4 separate regions of the Mus musculus genome follow, and all the other regions are linked to region 1. Evidence: chromatin contacts called from public Hi-C and promoter capture Hi-C data. All regions are on one chromosome and are shown on one strand. The core of a region is the stretch at or near the end of the contact, and the rest is flanking DNA. Distances in the headings are between cores, read along the strand shown.

Region 1 (4,141 bases), core at 1,469-3,968:
TGACTTGTGATCTAAAGAACTCTGGGCACCCAGCCCAGCCGCCTCCCATGTCCCACCTCACCTCCAGTCACTAGGGCTAGTGGGGAAGACCTTTCCAGAGCGGGTGGTGATGAGGGTCCCATCTAGGTCAAAGGCAGCCACCTGGTATCACCAACAGGGACAACAATACTGTCACCTCTGACCTTCCTTACAGGCTTACTGTCTTCCTTTTCAAGTCAAGGGTTTCTCTGTGTAGCCTTGGCTGTCTTGGAACTCACTCTACAGACCAGACTGGCTTTGAACTCACAGAGATCTGCCTCCCTCTGCCTCCCAGGTATAGGGACTGAAGGCGTGTACCTGGAGACACCAGCCTTTAAATACCAGTATTATCCTTCTGTGTCCTCTGCCCTCCACTTCCAGTTTGTTTGTTTTTTTTTTTTTAGTAGGAACCAGTGTCTCACAAATCCTTTTTCTCTGAGCATCTCCTTGGAGAACTAACAGCCCAGAAGGAGCAAAGGGCTTTGTTGGAAGAGTTGGAGAGATGGCTCAGTGGTTAGACTCAGTGGTTAGGAGCACACAAATGTCAGATGGCCCATAACTGCCTGTAACTACAGCTCCAGGGCACCCAATGCTCTGTGGCCTCTGCAGCCACCTGCATACAGTACACAGAAAATCATGCAGGCTCATATCAATTCTTTTTTTTTTTTTTTTTTGATTTTTGTTGTTGTTGTTTTTTTTTTCGAGACAGGGTTTCTCTTTATAGCCCTGGCTGTCCTGGAACTCACTTTGTAGACCAGGCTGGCCTCGAACTCAGAAATCCGCCTGCCTCTGCCTCCCGAGTGCCAGGTCATATCAATTCTTAAAAAAACAAACCTCACTGTTGGCTGAGTGGCCACAGGAAACTAGGCCGTGAATTTTCTGTGGCCTCATTTCAGAGTGATCCAAGAAAGGTCACCACTGATTACAGGGCCTGACCTGTACCCTGTACCTCAGTGGTGGCGGCACCACTGGGGTCTCAGTCTTCTCTGCACAGAACAGTTGAGGCTCAGGAACTTTGATAAGACTAGCTCAGGGCTGCACAGGAAACTTTACATTAACTGGCTAGCCTGGGTGGCAGCAGGGGTGGCGGCCTCACCTTGCCCTGGGGCTTCACCCCAGACGCTGTGAACACCAGTAACTTCTTTAAGCTCTCCCAGCCAAGAGAGGATTTCCGAACTCGCTTTTTCTGAGGCTCAGTATCCTCTCCCTCCTCCGGATCCCCAGGAGTGTCTGGTGGAGCATCTGGCTGGGATCCTGATGTGCTGAGCTCTTCCCAACGCAGGGTCAGGGGATATAGGCCATTAACCAGATAAAGGACATCCCCCAAGCTTAGAGAGCCAGACAGTCCTGGCTTCAACTCCTGGACCCCAACAGTTGACGGGTTAACACCCAGCTGCAGACAAAGGAGGAGCTAGGGTTGGCACCACCCCGCCCCACCAAATCCAATACCTTAGCTCCCAATCAATTTTTAATCTTCCCACCTATTCACTTCGTGTGGCCAGTCAGAACTTTGAAAGGTTAGTGGCTTCTAGTCTGGCACGGTGTTAAAGCGGAAAGCTGACCAGCCTTCTGAAGGGTTGTCATCTACCCGGCCCCTCTCCCAAGTCCTTGCTACCCGCTGCCAAGACACTGGTACCTGTTTCACTGCCACTGTCCGGCTTTCAGGGTCTGCAATCAGCTCCACTGAGGGTAAGGGGGTGGAGTCAGGGTTTACATCACGTACAGGGGCGTGGCCAACTACAGTCTACTACTAGGACTTAAGTAAGAGAGGCACTTTCTCCCTAGGACTTAAGTAAGAGAGGCACTTTCTCCCTTCCTTCCTCAATCCCCCAACACAGGTAGCCCAGGATAGCCTTGAACTCGCTACATACTAGCGGCTGGGCTTGAACTGATTCTCATGCCTCTACCACCCAATTCTCTGGATGACAGGGGTGTCTGCCCCCCCCCCCCCCCCCCGAGCCAGTTTATTCCTCAATAATAACAGGTACTTCGGAGTCCCTAGGATTGCTAGAGACACGGACTTGTCCAGAACAGGTATTTTTTTTATCTGTAGGGTCTGCTTTGTCCCATGAGATACATGGGGTAGACCGAGGTCTTGGGCATGGCTTGATGCATCACCGCCTGATGTAGCCTGCCCAGCGACCGTCTCTCTGTTGTCCTTCTCCCCTCCGGTGACAATCTCCCAGATCCTCTCTGTCCCTCCCATAATGCCTCGTCTTGCTTCTGGCTAGGCATAGGCTCCCCTGCTTCCTTCCAATCCCACTCTGCAGCAGTTCCATTCCCGTGCCCACCTTGGTTTCGGGAGCACTTCCGGTCCGTCACTTGGGTCAGGGGTCCCCGACCGAGGACCAGGGCTTGGCCATCCGACGGCAGGAATATAGGGGGCGGCCCACCGGTGGGGCTCTGCAGCCACAGGCGGCCCCGGGATCCAAGCTGTGACATCCTCGGATGCTGTGAAGGGGAACAGAATCACAGTGGAGCTTGCTCAGCAGCCGGCAACCCACCCGCCACCGGAAGTTCTGCTTTCCCAATGCGAGCCACACCGGAAATTCCGCCCCTTGCCCATGGGCGGGTTCGACGTTTCCCAAGCTACCACAACGGTTCCAATGCGCAGTGAGGATTGCATATAGGTAGAGTCACTTCTGAATTCATTCCAAAGCTCATCTATGCTATGGGAAAGACTGTTCGAAAATTTGGCTCCTCCCACGGCGCATGCGCAGTCCTGACTCGCTTGAGGCGCTCTGAGCCAGAGCGGATAGGGGTCACTCGCATCCATAGTCACTTGATCCCTACGCTAGAGTTACTTGTTTTTGTTTTGATTTTCTTGTATGTATGTATGTATGTATGTATGTATGTATGTATGTTTTAGTGAGACAGGTTCTCAGGATGTAGCCTTGTTAAAATTCTTTCCTAGGCATGGTGGCACATGAGTTTAATATTAATCCTAGTACTTGGGAGGCAGAGGCAGGCAGAGCCCAGCCTGGTCTACATAGTAAGATTCTGCCCCCACCGCAAAAATAAAATAAAGAGGAAGTTGCTCTCCTGGGGAAGACCTAAAAAATGCCTACCCTTCTCCAAAGGCCTGAAGTATATATAACCTGAAATATGATTCCACCACAGAGCATTCTGGGGAAGCCGACTATATTGGGCTTGCAGAGCATAGGTGGTGGTGGTTGTGTTGCTACCTGCAAAAAAACACACGGGGCAGTTTTCATCTAGCAGAAATGAAGCCTCATTTCATACTGCACAGACAGAGCCCTTCCCTTCCCTTCCCCCTCACCAGTATCCTCTAGCCCCTCCCCAAACCACAGGCAACTAGGGCAAAATTGCATATAGTTGCTTGTGAGGAACAGCTGGGTACTAAGGTCAGGGTCCCATGACCTTGCCTCCCCTTCTATGAGCGAAATCAAAAAGTCCGGCTGCAGTTATCTTTCAGCCCAGACAAGTTTTTTTTTTTTTTTTTTTTTTGGCGTGTATGTTAATCCACCATACACCCAAACTGGGCTCAAATTTCGGGATCTGTCTGTCTTCCAAATATTAGTATTAAAATAGAGCTCTACAGACAGGTTGGCAGCGCACGTCTTTCATTCTAAAACTGGGGAAGTGGAGGCAGAGGCAGGCAGATCTCAGTTTAGTGACAGCTTGGTCTTCAGAAGGGCTCCAGGACAACCAGGGCTACACAGAGAAACCCTATCTTGAAAAACACGCTCTAAAAGCTGGGGGGGGGGAGAGGAAGGAAGAAAATGCCATCACACTTGGCCATTGATGGGTTGTTTTACTTTTTGATACCAGGGGATTCACCTGCTCCTGTCTCCCAAGTGCTAGAATTAGAGGTGTGCGCCACTGCTCACGGTTTTTTTTGTTCTTTGAGGCATGGTCTCAAAAAGTCTAGACTGACGTGAACACCTGTGCCTCCTTAAACCCATCTCCCTGCTGATGGAATGACAGATGTGCGCCTTCATCATTCCTCTGCGTAGCAGCGGAAACAAACCAGCTTGTCCTTAGCATTTGAAGCGCATAGCATCACTATACACTCTTCCTTTGCTTCTATGATGCCGGTCCCTTTGCAATAAAGTGGGAAAATCGCTTCTAATTCTGGGACAAATACGCTAAAGCTCGGTAT
Region 2 (4,271 bases), core at 4-2,503, about 17 Mb after region 1:
CTTCCCCAAACAGGAAGCAAGGTCAGACAGGTCCACTGTTCTCACAGTGGTCATTCCATCTTCTCTTTGGATCAAATTTGTCCAATACCTAGGACCAGTCTATCCAGAAGCTCCCCGAGTGGCAGGCCTAGAGCCACCTCCATCACTGGTGTTGGCCCAATTCACAACACAGGGTACACACACCAATCGTTCAAATAAACTGACAGACTGTCCTTTTTAGTCACCTGACAGACTTGGATTAGACTAAGCACGGGGGTCTAGTGGCATTAACATCAACACTACCATTAGAATGCATTGTCTGCAAGGTATGATATTCCTTCTTACATGTACCAAAACTCATACAACAATGAGTTCTGGGTTGCAAAAGAGGATTTGTTCTTGCACTTGTTTTCCAGTTTTTGCCCACTAGTTCAACAAAAACCCATACAAGTGCTACCAATGTTAGACTTCAGAGGACTCCTATTGTATTTTTCAAGGTTCCACGTTGTAGCCCCATGCTGACCTAAACGGCGGCGCTTTGGATTCGTAACTCGTAGTATGCTATCCTCCAAGGAGCTAGGAGTATACACATGAGCTGTAAACTCATACTTCTAGACCAGAAATCGTCAATTAGGTCGGATACACTGTGCTATTCTCCTGGCCACGGGCCCCTCGCATCTGGAGAGCTTCGAGGTTATAGAATAGGCCACGTTTTCATGTATTTTACCAGCTCCGACTTCATCTTTCCCGAGCCCAGGTTAAGGTCTACCGCGAGGTAAGCCATCCTCCTTCCCCCACCTCAACTCCCTATCATCCCGGGGCCTTCCCTTCCGTCTCGCCACCCGGACGCCCATGCCCGACCCCAACACCTTGTACTGCAGCGTGCGCGGCTCGATCATCTCCAGGGGACGTCCGTTCACCTTGATGAGCCCATTTCCCCGTTTGCAGTGGGCCACAGCCGTGGCTGTTTTCTGTGAAGGGCGAGGGAGACGGCGGGGCCGTGTGAGCGCGGGACCCTGGCTCAGCGGGCCCCAGCTCATCATGTCACCCAGCCAGGGCCTTCTCACCCCCCTCCCCACCCCCACCTCTTTCTATGCCGCCCCTGGCACACCTTGCGTCCGAAGACCTGCACGGACTGCAGCGGACCCTTGGACGGCATAGCTCCGAGCACAAGCACGAGCTCCACACCGCGCAGCGCCGCGACCGGAAAAGGGAAGCGCGGGGCCAACCCAGCCGATTTTTCAGGGTCTGCGCAGGCGCATTGAGTGCTACGTCACGACAGAAGCGGGCTTTACGGCTGACGTCGAAGCCTGAGAGGGGACGTGTGAATTGCGGCGGGAACGCCTTCAGGCAAGGGAGGGGGCGGTGTCGGAGGGGAAGGGGCGGAGCTGTGCGGGACCCGGAGGGTGGGGACTCCGTCCAGAACTCGGAAGATGGGGCTGGCCTCCTTTTTCCATTGCTTTTCCGCAGCCTTGGTCTTGACTTTCGGCCAGTTCTTATAGACATTCCTGCTCTTCGATGCTCTCCTTCGGCGCTTCTCCAGGCCGATTCTCACCCTCTTCCTCCCACCCTTTCCCAGGATCCCCATCCCATCGGAGTCTTCCCGCATCCACTATGCTAAGTCAAGCTGGCTTTTCAGAATCTTGCCTCCAGAACCCTCTTTCCTAGCCCTTACGATCCCCCGTCGCGAATCAGCCTTTCACCAGAATTGCCTTCCTCTTCTTCCCAGGAAACCTGACCCCTTAAAAGCCCTTTCCAGCGCTCTCCTAAATAAACTTCTCTTGCCTTCTGGTTGTGCCTTATATACGTTTTTTTTCCTCACAGACTCGGGCCTTCGCCTGCTTTCGCTGCCAAAATTAACTACCTCTTTGGTGGCTCCTCTCCCCAGCAACTGCTCCAGGGACATTGTTCTCCCAGCTTGACCCTCCCCTAGAGAACTACCCTCAGGACCTGTCTTCAGGGCAGTTATCTTAGATCATTATCCAGAATCCTCCAAGTAGCCTTGTTTTAAGATTTAATACTTTTTTCGAGGGCAGGTTCCCGAGGGAGGCCTCCAATCTCCTTGGAAATGTAGTTACAGGGTGTCTGAGCCACACCCAACTTGTGTACCTGTAACCAAACTCAGGTCCTCTCTAGGAAAAGCAGTTAGTGCTTTTAACCACCATCTTTCCAACTTCCAAGTGACCGTAATGCTCCTCTAAACCCTCCGCTCTATGTGTTTACTCCACAGAATTCTCCAGCCTACCAACCTGAGGAAAACCAGCTTTTAACTTTTCCATAGTACCCACCCCAGAATTGTTCTAAGTCACTGGGCAACAGCTTCTCAGGATTGCCTCAGTTTCTCTTGCAGCACAGGGTGTGGAGGACATTAAGGGATGTGGAGACATTTGGAAGGCAGAGTTGTCAACAAAAAGACTAGGTATGGTCATGTGCACCTGTAACACTAACACTTGGAAGGAGGAGGAAGGGTCAGGAGGAATCCCGACGCCATCCTCTCCTCATTATGAATATCTGGCCAGCCTGGGCTACATGTGACCCTGCTTCAGAAAGAAAAGAAACTAGCTAGCGAAATGCCCAAGCCTGAGGGCCCGAGTTTGGTTCCTGGGACTCACAGAGTAGAAGGAGAGAACAAACTCCTGCAGGCTGTCTTCCAAGCTCCACATGTGCACGCGCATACACAGACACACACTTGAATGTAATAAGATGGAAGACACACAGTGGATCTCTGGATTAAAGGTCAGTGCTCCAGGCCAGCCCAAACCAAAGCATAGCACTGTCCACACTGGCGTGACCATGCCTTGGCAGTGGTAACTCCTTCTTGGAGCTGGGAAGTTAGGGGAAAACCACTGGGCTCTGTGTGCAAGCAGTTATGCATGCTTGAACACGCTCACAGGAAACAGTAGGGCTGATGTTCTGGATTTCTGACCCACTACCACAATCTTCAGCAGATAAACGTCTTTCAGACACATAAGTGATAATCATGTTGATTACAGTCACACTTAAACAGCGCTTGCTCTTCGCCAGGTGCTGATCTACTCTAAATGTGCCGAGTGCGTTGGCGAGTGTTCTCTCTAGGCTGGCTAACTCCGAGGTGGGCAGACATATGATGGCTACACAGCACAATATTTGTCCTGGACATCATAGATTCATATTTGTCAACTTCCAGCAGATGGCAGTAAAATTCTTTGTCCTGCCCTGGTGGGTCCTTCTGTCCACCCACTCCCTTACAGCCCACCCCCTACTCCCCTGCTCCATCTCTCAATTTCTTTTGGAGTCCAGTCTGGCTGGAAGTCACAATATAGCTAAGGAGAAGCTGACTTTGAATCCCTGATCCTCCTGCCTCCACCTCCCCAGTACGGGGACTACAGATGTGTATGTACTTCTGCATCCAGTTTTAAGTGTCTTAAGGAAAGGGCGCATCTTTTTCCTTTTGTTTGTTTGTTTTTTGTTTTTCGAGACAGGGTTTCTCTGTATAGTCCTGGCTGTCCTGGAACTCACTTTGTAGACCAGGCTGGCCTCAAACTCAGAAATCTGCCTGCCTCTGCCTCCAGAGTGCTGGGCCACCATGCCCGGCATTTGAGTGTGTTTTAAGATTTCTTTTACTAGCCAGGCCATGGTAGTGCACGCCTTTAATCCCAGCACTTGGGAGGCAGAGGCATGCGGAGTTCTGAGTTTGAGGATAGCCAGGGCCTCACAGAGAAACCCTGTCTCAAAAAACAAACAAAAAGATTTATGCTCCCTCTCTCACTCTCTTCCCCTCCTCTCCCCTCCTTCCCCTCTCCTGTGTGTGTGTGTGTGTGTGTGTGTGTGTGTGTGTGTGTGTGTGTGTGTGTGTACACAGACCCAAAGAAGTCAGGTACCCAGGTACCCAAAGAGGTTGGAAGAAGGCATCAAATCCGCTGGATTTACAGTCAGTGTGAGCTTCCCAACAGAACGTCACAACTGAACATGAGCCATACAATCTCTGAACTGCTGAGCCATCTCTCTCCAGCACACTCTATGAGTGTTGTGAAACAGGATATTTTGTTGGCCTGGCTGGCCTCCAACATATGACCTTGAATTCCTGATACTCTTGCTTCTGTCTCTTAGCTACAGAGATTACACGATCATACCCAGTTTGTGGAAACCAGCTATATATTCTGAGTTGGCTGGGAATTTCTAATGATGCTCCTGCCTTAGCCCCCAACCTTATAACTAACTGTCTGTAATTTCAGGTTCAGAGAATTAGACAATTTCTTCTGGCCTCTGCGGCACTGAACAAATGTGGTACATAGATATGTATACAGGTAGAA
Region 3 (4,144 bases), core at 1,597-4,096, about 14 Mb after region 1:
GATTACCTGGATCAGGAGCTAGTTGCCTGTTGTTCCCTAGCTGACAAGCTACAGTTAGCCTAGCTGTCAATGTGATCAGAGAACTGAGAAGGATAAATTATAGTCTATATAACCTATGTATCCATTAAAAAGACAGAGACTAGTCCATAGTCCATTCCCTAGCCAGTCGTCTCAGACTGTCTGCATGGCTCTGGGAACAGAGGCAGTCATTGGACATTAGGCCCAAAGATGAGAGGCTTCTCTGAGGAGGAGAACATGGGAGAGACTGACCTCACCTTATCTAGGCAAAGTAGGATAATCAATTCTTCCATGTCTTGCTTGTCCAAAAGGGCTGAGCCCTAGCAGTGGGGCAGTCTTGCCCAGTGGTTAGCATTACCACAACCCAGATGGAGTCCTTTATACACCAAACCCCTGTGCCCATTATCTTCTTGGAAACCTTGGCAGGGGGTGTCACTGCTAGGATCTGGGAGTCTCTGTCAGTCATAATAAGTTTAAACATCTTAAATGACATATTCAAAAGATCTCTAACAGATTATAGCTGGTACCTACCAAACATACCTGAGTTAAACCATCCTTCTCTGCTTTTAGTGTTTATCATGACTATAAATATACTTCTGAAGATATTGAAGAATTTGATTATATTAACTTGCATTTTTTAATTATCCTCAATAGTTTACAGTAATTTAGTAAGCTTCATAAGATTAGAACTTCACATATTATAGCTGTTATGTTTAGATTTTTTTCTTTTACGTTTAGATTTAAAATAAGGATTTTAAACTGGACTTCTCTTAGTGTCAAAACAAAGCTTTTTAATCCATAAAGAGACTGGGAACGTTTCTGACCTATATATGGTGTGTCATTGTAGAACATAACAGTTTCCCATATGACTCAGTTTATTAAAAAACTAGTTTCATAATGCTAGCAAAAGCAAAGATAGACATATATTCTTAAATCATCTGTCAGCCTAAATAGACCTTAGGCAAGGAGAGACATCTCTAAGCCAGTAATGTTTAACCTTTTTTAATGTTGTAAGCCTCTAAAACTTTTTAAAGGAAGTTTGAAATCTCTCAATTGTGTCTTTGCAATATCAAAATTAAGTATTTTTTAAAGAGCAAAGACATAGAGCATAATCATAATTTTCAGAAGGCAAAATCAAGTTCTAATAGTGTAAACCATTTAATCTTTCTAAAATTAATTGCAAGTGGGTTTTTATGTTACGAGTGTGGCTGTCTGAAAGGTACATTGCTGTACATACGTGCATGGAGGTGCAGTTTTTATCTTAGTAAAATTCTATAAACCTGGATTTTTAAGATAAGACGGGGGCTAGAGAGATGGCTCAGTGGTTAAGAGCACTGACTGCTCTTCTGAAAGGTCCTGACTTCAATTCCCAGCAACCACATGGTGGCTCACAACCATCTGTAATTGGATCCGATGCCCTCTTCTGGTGTGTCTGAAGACAGCTACAGTGTACTTACATATAATAATAAATAAATCTTTTTTAAAAATTAAATTCCTGCATTCCAGGAAGTTATCTGGTTCCTGAGCAGGTGGAGCTTGCAGATTAATTTGGGGAATTACCGTACTGCATGCAGGCAAAAAAACATATACTCACAAAATAAGATCTAACATATCTTAAAATATATAGAAAAGTTAGCTAAATTAAAAATTAATAAAATGAGCATTAAGTCCATTGTCTCTCATTTGTTTCTCATTGAATGAAAATCAGGACAATGTTGCGGTAATTTCTCACCCCAATAAGCCCGTATAAAAAACACACAACTCAGTTATAGTTATAAGCTATATGCCTAGATTGGGCAGATCTATCACTGTACTAATCTAGTTGCCAACTATGAGACTTCTTGCTACTTGCGGCTTCTCCAGGCCATGTCTCTCTCCTCCCTCTCTGAGACTGGGAAGAAGGCCCAGTGAGATCACCTGAGTATGCGCTCTGCTCATTGTAGAGGACAGCTCCTCTTGATGAAGCAGAATAAACATCAAAATACAAATGGCGCCAGGGCAACCCACAACAGGACAAGAATGCTCCTAAGTATGGGTGAGAAGGATTTTACTGTAGACATGAAGAAGAGTACAGCCAGAGGCATCTGGAAGAGTTCAGACTGAATATAACCAGCAAAATAGATGGGGCCACGAGAGGAGAGGTGGGGAGTGGGGCGGGGGCGAGCTAAGAAGAGAAGACTTGGAGAGAGGGTTCCAAGAGGACCCCGAGGGTGCTTGGGAATAAAGAGGGGAGTGGCCAAAATGGCTGAGTTATGAGAATCTGAAGTGGGCAAAGCTCGGGGGCTAGAGAGATTCGGTGTAGGGGCGGGGTATGCCAGGCAGGCAGGATGACTCTGTAAGAGGTTGTTGTGAGAAGGGCCTGAAGGAACCTAGAAGCTAGCATAGACCTCGATATGCCAATAGACGCCACCAAAGGCATAGATTAATGGAAGAGTTCTATGTCCCTTCTGCCAAAGACGAGGAGAATGACCACTTTTAGCAAGTAAAAACGATTTTCTTAAGTCCCTGAGAGAATGATGGGTTTTGTCTAAAAGCCCGAGTTTGGGAAAAGGAAATTTCTTGCACGTTCCCACCCGCCGCCCCCTTTTTTTCCCCAGGTAGAGTGAAGCTTTTAGAACCTTCTGCCTCTTACAGTGAGTGAAAGAACAAAGGTGGATAAGCGGGTGTCTGAATTTCACCCCATCCTTTTCATTTTCATTTACTAACCTACATACACTAGAGCGCCAAGAGCCGCTACGGGTAGCGGCCCGGTACAGAGAGACCCGTCAGCCGGGACCTGCTGTCTGCTTGGCAACCGGTGACATCTCAGCGTCGCGCTCCTGACGTCATAGATGGGCGCCATACTTAAAGAGAGTGCGGGAAGCTGCGACTGCAGCTGAGCTCTGTGACAGCCATGGAACTAACGCAGAAAGAGCGGGAACTGAGTCGCTGGGCTGCTGAAGAGATGGAGGTGCCCCTAGCAGCTCGCCCCCGGGAGTCGACGCTGCGTAGGTGAGGCTGCTTCTGGAGTAAGGTCTCCCCATCCTGGAATTAGCCTCGAGGAGTAAGATCACCGCCCTGTTAGACCCCCGGGGCCCAGGTGTAGAGAACGCGACCCCCAGAAACACAGCTTGATCATAGACGCTGTAATAACAAGAGGTTTTTAATCCGACGCACATGAGGTTGCTCAGCCTCGCAGGGAGAGTCAACCCCGATTGTCTAAATACAGCTAATTTATACTTTTTGTGAAAGGGCTCACACAGCTATTTTATTATTGGCTAATAAAGCAACAGTATAATTTTAATTTGGCAGAAAACTTTGTCAGCAATCAGCAAGGTCAAAGCAGCTTGTAGTTTTCCTCAGAATTCAGGCTGAGGAGGGCTAGGGAGGTTTTCTCAAGGATGGTCATTTCTGGCAGCTGTGGTCTTTATGACCACTAGTCTGTCCCTGCAGATAGGGAAGGGGCCGGGTGGTCTTGAATTTGTTTACACTGGCAGGGAAAGAGAAGAATCTTTCTTTCTTTCTTTTTTTTTTTTTTTTTTTTTTTTTTTTTTGAGTTTCTCAAGACAGGGTTTCTCTGTGTATCCCTGGCTGTCCTGGAACTCACTCTGTAGATCAGGCTGGCCTAGAACTCAGAAATCCACCTGCTTCTGCCTCCCAAGTGCTGGGATTAAAGACATGCGCCACCACTGCCTGGAGAAAGGGAAGATTCTTTAAGCAGCAGGAGACAGCTGAAGATAGAGAGTGGCTGCTGCAGACAGCTTGCAGCAGGAGACAGAGATAGGGGAAGCAAGCTCTGCAAATAACTTTGGTATACATTAATTAAGCTAAAAACTAAGCCGGGCGTGGTGACGCACCCCTTTAATCCTAGCACTTGATAGGCAGAGGCAGGTGAATTTCTGAGTTCGGCTACACAGAGAAACCCTGTCTTGAAAAGACAAAAACAAAACAAAACAAAATATTAAGCTAAAAACTATATTTCTTCCCAGCACTCGGGAGGCAGAGGCAGGCGGATTTCTGAGTTCGAGGCCAGCCTGGTCTACAAAGTGAGTTCCAGGACAGCCAGGGCTATACAGAGAAACCCTGTCTCAAAAAACCAAAAAAACAAAACAAAACTATTATTTCTTTATCCCTCATCGAGAATGAG
Region 4 (3,856 bases), core at 605-3,104, about 16 Mb after region 1:
TCCCCCCAACCCCCTCTCCTATGAGGCAAGCCAGTAAGTAGCCTGGCAGAATCTCCCTACCTCGATACGCAACGCACCGTGTGAGAACTTCCCAGCATGGTAATTACACTCCTGGCAATGATAACCCCCATACACAAGAACTCTTTTTCACTGGAGATATCCTTGAAATAACACTTTTGACTTGGGTGTGGCGGCCATGCCTGTAATCCTAACACTACTTGGGTGGTGGAGACTGGAGGATCGCAAGTTCCAAGCCGGCTAAGGAGACCGACTGAAAAGCAAAAACCTTACAGATCTCCAGAGAGTTGAGTTAAGACTGCTTGCATTACTAGAAACCCATTCAACGTTGAAGGTGGCCCATTCTTTCAATAGAGCAGAGCTTCCTCCCTAATAAAAGACGTAAGCTGTTCCAACCTTGAGTTTTCGGAAGCAAAACCTCTTAATTTAAACTGCAGCTTGGGTAAATGTGCTATCCAGCCATGCTAGACTAGGGGGTTGGAAGGGCACTGCTGAGCTACAGCTCAGAGCGGTCCCTACCTGGACCAACTGTCTTACAGGTTCTGTGCCTTCAGGTTTAAGTTTTTATTTCGCCTTTCTATCTTTCTGTAACCCACTTCCTCGCCTAGATTTGTTTCCCAGTCCCCTCTCCCTGTCTTACTGTCTCCCCACTTTGTAAATGTCATCTTTTTTTCTTTCTATAATAGGGTTGGCTCTAAGGAGTACATACCAAGTCGCTGAGACTTCGTTTTACTTCCTCCTTACCTTCGTGGTTTCTCTTTTTTTTTTTTTTTTTTTTTAAAAGTAGGACCTGGAACTCAATCAATAGCTTAGTCTGACATTGAACGCCTGATCCCCCTTCCTCCACCTCCAAATGCCAAGATTACAACCATATGCCACTGTCTTGTCTTTTGTTTTGTTTTTCAAGACAGGGTTTCTCAGCCGAGCATGGTGACACACGCCTTTGATCCCAGCACTCCGGAGGCAGAGGCAGGCGGATTTCTGAGTTCAAGGCCAGCCTGGTCTACAAAGTGAGTTCCAGGACAGCCAGAGCTATACAGAGAAACCCTGTCTCGAAAAACAAAAACAACAAACAAACAAAAAAGACAGGGTTTCTGTGTGTAGTCCTGGCTGTTCTGGAACTCACTCTGTAGACCAGGCTAGCCTCGAACTCATAGAAATCCGTCTGCTTCTGCCTTCCAAGTGCTGAAATTAAAAGTTTGGGCCATCAGTGATCTGGCATCTTTTTACTTCCTAAGAAAAGGGTCTCACCAAGTTACTCAAGCTGCCCTAGAACCCACTGTATAGTGGAGCCAGGCCTTGAACTACCAGTCTCCTGCCTCAGCCTCCCTGAGGGGCCGGAATCACAGTCCTAAACCAGCAGATCCTACTTGTGAATGTCTCTCACTGTCTCTTTGTTTTTCTCTCGGCTTCTGGCCATCTCTGTCTCTTCCAACTTGTCTCTCCCCGCCCCCGTCTGTCTCACACGCACACGCCCTCAGTCTCTGCCCTTGTCAATTGTCCCTAGAGCCCTGCCCCCACTTCTGCCCCAGTTCTCTTCCCGACTGCCTTCCACCTCTGAAAAACACTAGGACGCCCCGCTACCATCACCTCCAGTTGGTCGTACACAACCCTCCCTACTACCCCCCGAGAGGGGCCGGAGCTGCGGGAGGGCCAAGTTCAGGCACATTTTGCATGCTAACCAGCAGATAGGCGGAAGGGGCCTAGTACCAGGCCGGCCGAGCTACGCCGCGGGGGCGCGTCCCGGAAGCTCTAGTGGCCACGCCCCCAGGCCGCCCCATAAAAGGAGAAAGCTCCTGCTGCGGGCCACAGCCTGACTTCTGCGAACCGACAGTCGGTCTCTTCACCAAGGCCATTCGCGCCACCATGGATCTCTCTGCCATCTACGAGGTGAGTACCTGTTAGACAGCATCCCGGGATCCCCGACGCACCAAACTTAGGCCCGGGACGCCTCCGTACCTTCTCAGACTAGCCCTGGCTGGCTGGAAATGAGAGAGGGAGCCAGCGAGCCTAGCGCCTCGGTCCAGATACCGGCGATCCCCTTGGGACGAAAAGCTGGCACACTGCTGTCACTCGCGTAGGGCGGAAGCGGCATCACACCTGTCTAGTGCCCTTCGCTGCCCATGGCGCGGTTTGGTGGCCAAGCAGGTGCTAAGGTTGAGGTAGGGGGGGAGTTGACAGGGTAAGAGTTCTAGAGAGATCTGGCCTCCTGGGTCAGCTTTGGCCGGCTCCTTCAAGTTGTGAAACGAGCGCCCGGTGGGCGGTCATATGGGGGGGGGGGGAGTCCTAGAGGCCCAAAGTTGGCGAGCAGCAGTGTGCTTTGATTTGGGGGGGAACCCTCTCTCGATCGGGGATACTGGGCTTCCTAGATCCTTCTGGATTACCTTCAGTCATGTGGAAACACTCAAATCTCTGTAGTCAGGTTCTCCCTGGAGTTTGTGTGAGCCGGGTGGGGCTCAGGCCGAGAACCCACAAACCGGACTGGCAAGCTCGTGAAGTGCTTTACAACAGGGGCGGGGCGACGTCACCTTACCTTTTCTGGTGGCCTAACCGAACCCTGTTCCTCTCAGAGCCTCCAGTCGATGAGCCATGACCTGTCATCCGACCACGGAGGAACCGAATCCCTCGGAGGACTTTGGAACATAAACTCGGACTCCATCCCGTCTGGGGTCACCTCTCGCCTGACTGGCCGCTCCACTAGCCTGGTGGAGGGCCGAAGCTGTGGCTGGGTACCCCCACCCCCTGGTTTTGCACCTTTGGCTCCCCGCCCAGGCCCTGAGCTGTCACCCTCACCTACTTCGCCTACTGCAACTCCCACCACCTCCTCTCGATACAAGACCGAGCTCTGTCGGACCTACTCAGAAAGCGGGCGTTGTCGCTACGGGGCCAAGTGCCAGTTTGCTCACGGCCTGGGTGAACTTCGCCAAGCCAATCGCCACCCCAAGTACAAAACGGAACTCTGCCACAAGTTCTACCTCCAGGGCCGCTGCCCCTATGGCTCTCGATGCCACTTCATCCACAACCCCACCGAGGACCTAGCTCTCCCTGGCCAGCCCCATGTGCTGCGACAAAGCATCAGCTTCTCCGGCTTGCCCTCAGGCCGCAGAAGCTCGCCGCCACCTCCAGGCTTTTCTGGCCCTTCCCTGTCCTCTTGTTCCTTTTCGCCTTCCAGCTCCCCACCGCCCCCTGGGGATCTTCCACTTTCCCCTTCTGCCTTCTCTGCTGCCCCTGGGACCCCTGTGACTCGAAGAGACCCTAACCAGGCCTGTTGCCCCTCCTGCCGAAGGTCTACTACCCCCAGCACCATCTGGGGGCCCTTGGGTGGCCTGGCTCGGAGCCCATCTGCCCACTCTCTGGGATCCGATCCTGATGACTACGCCAGCAGCGGCAGCAGCCTGGGGGGGTCAGACTCACCTGTCTTTGAGGCAGGGGTGTTTGGGCCTCCCCAGACCCCTGCACCCCCAAGGCGTCTCCCCATCTTCAATCGTATCTCTGTCTCTGAGTGACAAGTGCCTACCTACCCAGTATGGATCAGCTAGATCTCAAAGAGAGGGCAGGGACTGCTCATTGCTGTGGGGACCTGGGGCACTCCTCTAAGTTAATAAGTCCCATCTTCTGGACATTCCAAGATGCAATAACCCATTTCCCTGGTGCTGGGCTGGGGCAGGTCCCTAGTTTGCAAATTCAGTGTTTGGGTGGATCCGTTCCTAGGGTACCTAAGATGTTTGAGGGAGACAGTTGACAGTTGGTCTTCCAGGCCCCAAGTCTTCTGTTGTTTTTGAGATAGGAGCTTATTATGGTACCCCAGGCTGGCTTTGAACTCAATATAATCCTGCCT

Evidence for each region. Promoter capture Hi-C pulls out the DNA fragments that hold promoters and counts their contacts. A called contact is a pair of places that touch in the nucleus more often than the background predicts.
Region 2: a promoter capture Hi-C map of maxillary cranial neural crest shows a contact between it and region 1. The contact joins the promoter of Rps16 here to the promoter of Pnkp in region 1. A contact is called at or near these places in 2 of 39 promoter capture datasets (cranial neural crest and maxillary cranial neural crest).
Region 3: a promoter capture Hi-C map of cranial neural crest shows a contact between it and region 1. The contact joins the promoter of Haus5 here to the promoter of Pnkp in region 1. A contact is called at or near these places in 2 of 39 promoter capture datasets (cranial neural crest and maxillary cranial neural crest) and 1 of 9 other capture datasets (liver).
Region 4: a Hi-C map of neutrophils shows a contact between it and region 1, with 8 times the contacts expected there. The contact joins the promoter of Zfp36 here to the promoter of Pnkp in region 1. A contact is called at or near these places in 1 of 39 promoter capture datasets (cranial neural crest) and 1 of 484 Hi-C or Micro-C datasets (neutrophils).

The regions. Positions count from the first base shown.
Region 1 is chr7:44,855,723-44,859,863 of GRCm38.p6, reverse strand. It overlaps Pnkp (polynucleotide kinase 3'- phosphatase), which reads right to left and starts at 2,718. Exons shown (of 16, transcript NM_021549.3): 1 at 2,310-2,718; 2 at 1,655-1,701; 3 at 1,115-1,411; 4 at 62-141. The coding sequence starts at 2,460.
Region 2 is chr7:28,347,671-28,351,941 of GRCm38.p6, reverse strand. Rps16 (ribosomal protein S16) reads right to left here and starts at 1,253. Exons shown (of 5, transcript NM_013647.2): 1 at 1,091-1,253; 2 at 849-950. The coding sequence starts at 1,138. It overlaps AF357399 (snoRNA AF357399), which reads right to left and starts at 402; the gene lies at 309-402.
Region 3 is chr7:30,663,696-30,667,839 of GRCm38.p6, reverse strand. Haus5 (HAUS augmin-like complex, subunit 5) reads left to right here and starts at 2,846. Exons shown (of 19, transcript NM_027999.1): 1 at 2,846-3,009. The coding sequence starts at 2,912.
Region 4 is chr7:28,377,226-28,381,081 of GRCm38.p6, reverse strand. It overlaps Zfp36 (zinc finger protein 36), which reads left to right and starts at 1,854. Exons shown (of 2, transcript NM_011756.4): 1 at 1,854-1,908; 2 at 2,589-3,856. The coding sequence starts at 1,885. The coding sequence ends at 3,524.